2 separate regions of the Muntiacus reevesi genome follow, and region 1 is linked to region 2. Evidence: chromatin contacts called from public Hi-C data. All regions are on one chromosome and are shown on one strand. Each heading gives the region's core, a stretch centred on a gene start, on an enhancer-like site or on the middle of the called end of the contact. The rest is flanking DNA. Distances are from core to core; before and after follow the strand shown.

The links. A called contact is a pair of places that touch in the nucleus more often than the background predicts.
Region 1: a Hi-C map of blood shows a contact between it and region 2, with 5 times the contacts expected there. The contact joins the promoter of ARID2 here to the promoter of SCAF11 in region 2. A contact is called at or near these places in 2 of 3 Hi-C or Micro-C datasets (blood and muscle).

The regions. Positions count from the first base shown.
Region 1 is chr4:150,374,852-150,377,551 of mMunRee1.1, reverse strand. ARID2 (AT-rich interaction domain 2) reads left to right here and starts at 1,322. Exons shown (of 21, transcript XM_065934570.1): 1 at 1,322-1,557; 2 at 1,672-1,765. The coding sequence starts at 1,466.
Region 2 is chr4:150,100,292-150,102,991 of mMunRee1.1, reverse strand. SCAF11 (SR-related CTD associated factor 11) reads right to left here and starts at 1,316. Exons shown (of 16, transcript XM_065934568.1): 1 at 1,058-1,316.

The DNA.
Region 1 (2,700 bases), core at 73-2,572, 270 kb before region 2:
GTCCAAGTTCAAAAGATTGCTTCCCAATCAGTTTAATTACTGTTTGCATAACTGCACAGAATAATCTAGTTTGAGAAATGAAACCAACCAAAGTCAAGATGAATTAAGAGCACGATTCCATTTCCACAGAACTAGGACAGACAGTTCACATTGTATTTAATTCACAGTTTGCTAAAGTTAGTTTGTGGGTAATTCATGGAAAATGTGCTAACCAGCTCCCCCCTCCCCCAAATACTATCACCGCAAGGCTCAGAAAAGCCGATTCTTTTAGACCTTAATAAAAAAAGAAAAGGTGACAGGTTGACTTTATTCAGATCAGTGAACGAGGCTAGCGTGAGGAGCTTCCCCTCTGGGCTTCCTTTCCTTCCACACCAGTTCTGTCGGGCGGGCGGGGACTCCAAGGCGGCCCTGCCAACTGCCGGGCCGGGGACGCGAACATCGCCTCCACCCCTAACCCTGGAACAACCGGTAGTGGCCGTTTCCCCGCGCCTCCCCCCTTTCCGCCGGCTTTGTGTGCGTGTGAAATGTGCGGCACATTGCAGATGAACCCTAAGCCCGGCGAGCCGAGTCTATTGTTCCCCGCGAGGAGCTGCCGGGGCGGTGTGGAGTCAGGCGCAGTGCCGCGGCCGGCCCTCGGGGGTCGCTGTGCGGCTCTGGCTGCCCGGCCGTGGCGGCGACGCTGGAGGCGGCAGAGAGGGAGGCTGGCGGGGAGGGAAGCGGGCGGGCGGCGCGCAGCGGCTCCGCTGCCGCCGGTGCCTTCTGCCCGGGGACGCCCCGGCCGCGAGGCCGCGCGTGAATGTGTGCGAGGGCCCCGCGGAGCTGCGGCCGGAATACACGCTGTCACCCCGCTTTCCACAAACCACCACACAGACCTCCCCCTCCCCACCCCCAGCCCCGCCTGCCCCAGCCCCGCCGCCGCCGCCGCCGCCGCCGCGGCCGCCGAAACTCCCGGGCCTCCGGCCACCCCGGCCCCTCACCGTCGGCTCGCCTTTCCCCTCGCCCGCTCGCGCGCCCCCGGCAGCAGCACCATGTTGAATCGCGTCCCCGGGCCGAGCCGCCTGAGCCGGCGGCGCTGAGAGGCGGGCGAGAGCCGGGCCGCGGGAGGGAGGGAAGGAAGGGGTGGGGGCCGCGCTCGCCCCGCGGCTTCGCGCGGATCCGGCAGTCGCCTGCCCCTCTAGTTTCGCTCCGATTTCTTTAAACTTTTTTAGAAATTCCCCTCCCTCCTTCCCTCCTCTCCCCCTGGCCTCCTGCTCCCTCCTTCCCCTCCTCCTCCTCCTCCTCCCCCTCCCTCCCTCCCTCCCTGCGCCGCCGCCGCCGCCGCCGCCGCCGCCACCGCCGGCCCATGACTGAGCCCCGCCGCCGCCGGCCGAGGAATGGGCTCCGGGCTCTGGTAGGAAGCGCTGGGAGCGGGGGGCGCTTTTAAAACACCGATCTGGGTTTTTTTTAAACCTCCTTTGAAAAAATAATGGCAAACTCGACGGGGAAGGCGCCTCCGGACGAGCGGAGAAAGGGACTCGCTTTCCTGGACGAGCTGCGGCAGTTCCACCACAGCAGAGGGTGAGAGCAGAACCGGGGGGGCAGCGCCGGGGCGAGCCGGGGCGAACGGGGCTCTCCCGCTCGGGCCGCCGCGGGGTCCCGGCTGACAAGTGCGGGGCTTTCTCTCTCCCGCAGGTCGCCTTTTAAAAAAATCCCTGCGGTGGGTGGGAAGGAGCTGGATCTTCACGGTCTCTACACCAGAGTCACTACTTTAGGCGGATTCGCGAAGGTGAGTGGAAGTTTTAATTTGTATTTCCCTCTCGCTGGCCTCCTCCAAAAAGTCTCCTTTGACCCCGGAGTGGGCGCTCGGGGCCGGGGGGGTGGCCTGCGGGGGCCAGAGGCGTTCTTTTCGCTCCCAGCCGGTGGCACGGAGGCGGACGGCGGCGGGGCTGTTTTTGGCCTGGTGGCTCGCGTGCGCGCGGCGGGCGCGGGGCTCGGCGGGCGGGCGGCCCGGCGCCGGCTCGCGCCCTGCCCGGTGCCCGGCCGGCCCGGCGGGGTCTGAGCGCCGCGGCGGGGAGTGCGGGCGTGCGGGGCGCCCGCCCGAGCCCCGCGCCCGCCCCGCGCCCGCCCGCCCTCTCGCTCGCGAGTCAGCTCTGCCGCCGCTGCCGCTCTAGCACAGGCGGAGACACAGAGACACACAGACTCTGAGAGCAGTTTTCGTGCAACTCAAAATTAGCGCGGGCAGGTTTAACATCGATAATCGGCTGCGAAATGATCCCGGCAGCCGGGGGCACAGCCTCGGCCCCGTCGCCCTCGGTTTATACAGCTAACAAAAGAAACCAGGACCTGTCTCCAAATAGCCATCTTAGGCTTCAAGGCTAGGCAGAAGCTGTAGGCCTCAAAGAAGGGCCTATGGAGATGGATAGATCTGGGAGAGGGATCGGAATCGGCCCCGGCCCCGGCCCCCCCAGAACCTGCGGACGTCGCTGTCCGGAACAGTATTGATCCTTTTGAACTTTTTTTTTTTTTTTAAAGTGTAAACGGACCGCGTTGAGATTTAAAAGGGGGCGACAGAGGGACTTGCGATTGGTTATTGTCCGGGCTTCAAAAACAAAACAAACCCACCAACACCCCCCCTTCCGCCCCCCAAAACAAAACAAGTGCTATTAAATACCGGGCTCTCGGGTGAAAACACAGTGATTCAAGCAGCCCTTGCTTAGCTAC
Region 2 (2,700 bases), core at 67-2,566:
CCAATATTCAGTGAATTTCCCAAACTGGGAAAATTGGCATCTACTAGCCAAAGCATTATATTAAAAACTTTTTGGTCAGTTCTGCCTAAATATCTTAGTTCACTAGCAGTATGACAAAGATATTAAAATGTAACCCAAAATGAATGAAAAACGCTCAACTCGTAGACACTGTGTAACAGGGTACAGAAATACTTTGACAGTATTTTAAAACTCCATATTCGTATATGAATGTTTTATTCAACTACTCTTAAATCAGGCGCTTACTTTCAGAACAATTTTTCAAAATGGGGGGGAGAGAGCAAGACGGCCAGACATCTCTAAGAAATGTCTTTAATTGTTCAAAATTCCTAGTATCTAAACAGGAGCAAGTGATGGAGACAAGTGAGATCTCCCGGACCTCTCGTCAGACCGGGAAACTGGTTTAAAAACCGGAGGTGGGAGAAGAGTTTGAAATTCAGGGCATGGGGTAACACGGATGCTCTGAAGCTCCGGCTCTTCCCTAGTCGCGCACTCCGAGAGGTCACCGCGCAGTAAAGTTTGGTTTCACAAACGGGCTTGGAGGCTACTGACAAAAGCAAAGTCTCCCAAGTCAAGAGAGACCCGGGGTCGGGGAGCGCCCGGAAGCCCAGCAGGACACAGTCCCCCGCAGGGACGGGGGAGAACGTGTGGCGACCCTGCCGCGGAGAACCCTAGCCTCAACCCACTCCCCCAGGACCCCGGGCGGGGACAGGAGCCGCCGGCGGAGGCGGCGGGTAGGCCACAAGGAGGAAATGGGACGGGGTACCAACAGCGAGGCGGAGGCGGCCGACACGGGGCCGCCCTCGCGGGGGTGGCGAGAGGAACGGGGAGCCTCCCCGCCTCAGCCTCCCCCGCCTCCAGAGGCGGCTCCAACTTTCCTCCGAGCGCAGAACGCCGCCTGGGCCGCGCGGGATTCCGAAACTTTGTCCGCCCTCTCATCGCTCCGGGCCCCCTCTCCCCCACTCCGCCGGCCCGTCCACCCCACCCCGCAGCGACAGCTGCCTGCGCCCGTCCACCCCCGGGGTCGGCCCATGTTTACCTCAGGCCGAGGTCGAGGCGCTGGCTCCGGCGGCGGCGGCAGCCCCACTGCAGGTCCCTAGGTCCCCGTCACGCCGCCGCCAAGTTCCCCAACATGGACTCCGTCCGCTTTGAGGTATTCCGGGGGCCGCTGAGGCGCCGGCTCTGCTGGCTGGCGCGGGAGGTGGCGGCGGTGGAGCAGGGAGCGGACCCGGGCTGCGCTGCTCCGCGCGGCTTGCGCCACCGCTGCTCCCCCTCCCCCCGCCCCGTCTGGCCTCCTCCCGCCCAGCTCCGCGCGTCCCCTTCCCCCTCCCCCCTCACTCTCCTCAGCTAAGCCGCGCCGCCACAGGTCGGCGCGCTACGGTGACGCCGGCGGCGGCGGCGGCGGCAGCGGCGGGACCCTCCGCGCTTTCCCTCCTCGCTCGCACTGGCCCTGCGTGCACGACTGCAGCGCTCAGCCAGACCTCAGGGGGGCGCAGGCAATCCACCGTTTGCGACGGAAGAACGTGACGGGCGGAGTCAAGTCACGCGGCCTGCGAGCAGGAGGGAGGGCCCCAGCTGGCGGCGCGGGCTTCTGGGAAACGTCCTTAACGCCCGGCTCTCCTCCCACGCCGCGGGTTCTGCGCCTGCGCCCTACGTGGCGCGCTGGAGTCAGCCCCGCGTTGCCGGCTGTACACCCTAAGCTGCGGAAGACAGTTAAGAAGGCCGTCGGAGAACAGGACGTGAGGACCTTTGTGCGACCTTTACTATCCTATGTGATATTGAAAACTGTTCTGTTGTTTGGCGGTGGATTGAGTTTTCGTCCTGCAGCGTTATCCGCCTGAACTACATCCTGCGGGGAGGCTGAAGTGGCCCCAACTTGTAAGCTCACCTCTTTCTTTCCGCCCAGTGGCATTTTTAAAACGCTTTGGAGAGGTATCCCACGTGACTCATCAGGCCTAGGCTTGTCCCCCGTATCTAAATTCCCACAACAAAAAATTAAATGTGATCCTGATACACGTGGTGGTTCAGTTCAGTCGCTCAGTTGTGTCCGACTCTTTGGGAACTCATAGACTGCAGCATACCAGGCTTCCCTGTCATCACCAGCTCCCGGAGCTTGTTCAAACTCATGTCCATCGCCTTGGTGATGCCATCCAACCACCTCATCCTCTGTCTTTCCCTTCTCTTCCTGCCTTCAATCTTTCCCAGCATTAGGGTCTTTTCCAGTGAGTCAGTTCTTCGCATCAGGTGGCCAAAGTATTGGAGTTTCAGCTTCAGCATCACTCCTTCCAATGAATAATAAGGATTTAACTGATTATTCATTGGAAGAATAACTGATTTCTTTTAGGATGGACTCGTTTGATCTCCTTGCATTCCATGGAACTCTCAAGAGTCTTCTCCAACACCACAGTTCAAAAGCATCAATTCTTCGGTGCCCAGCTTTCTTTATAGTCCAACTCTCCCATACATGACTACCGGAAAAACCATAGCCTTGTCTAGCCAGACCTTTGTCCGCAAGTAATGTCTCTCCTAACCACCAAGGTAATTTGGTGGTTAGATAGAGACATGTGATGATTCATTCAAGAATACGTCGGAGACTTCCATAAGAAACTTGTGTACCATTATCGATTCTTTCTCAGTAGGGTCATCAAATCTCTTATTTTATCTCAGATATACCTTTCACAC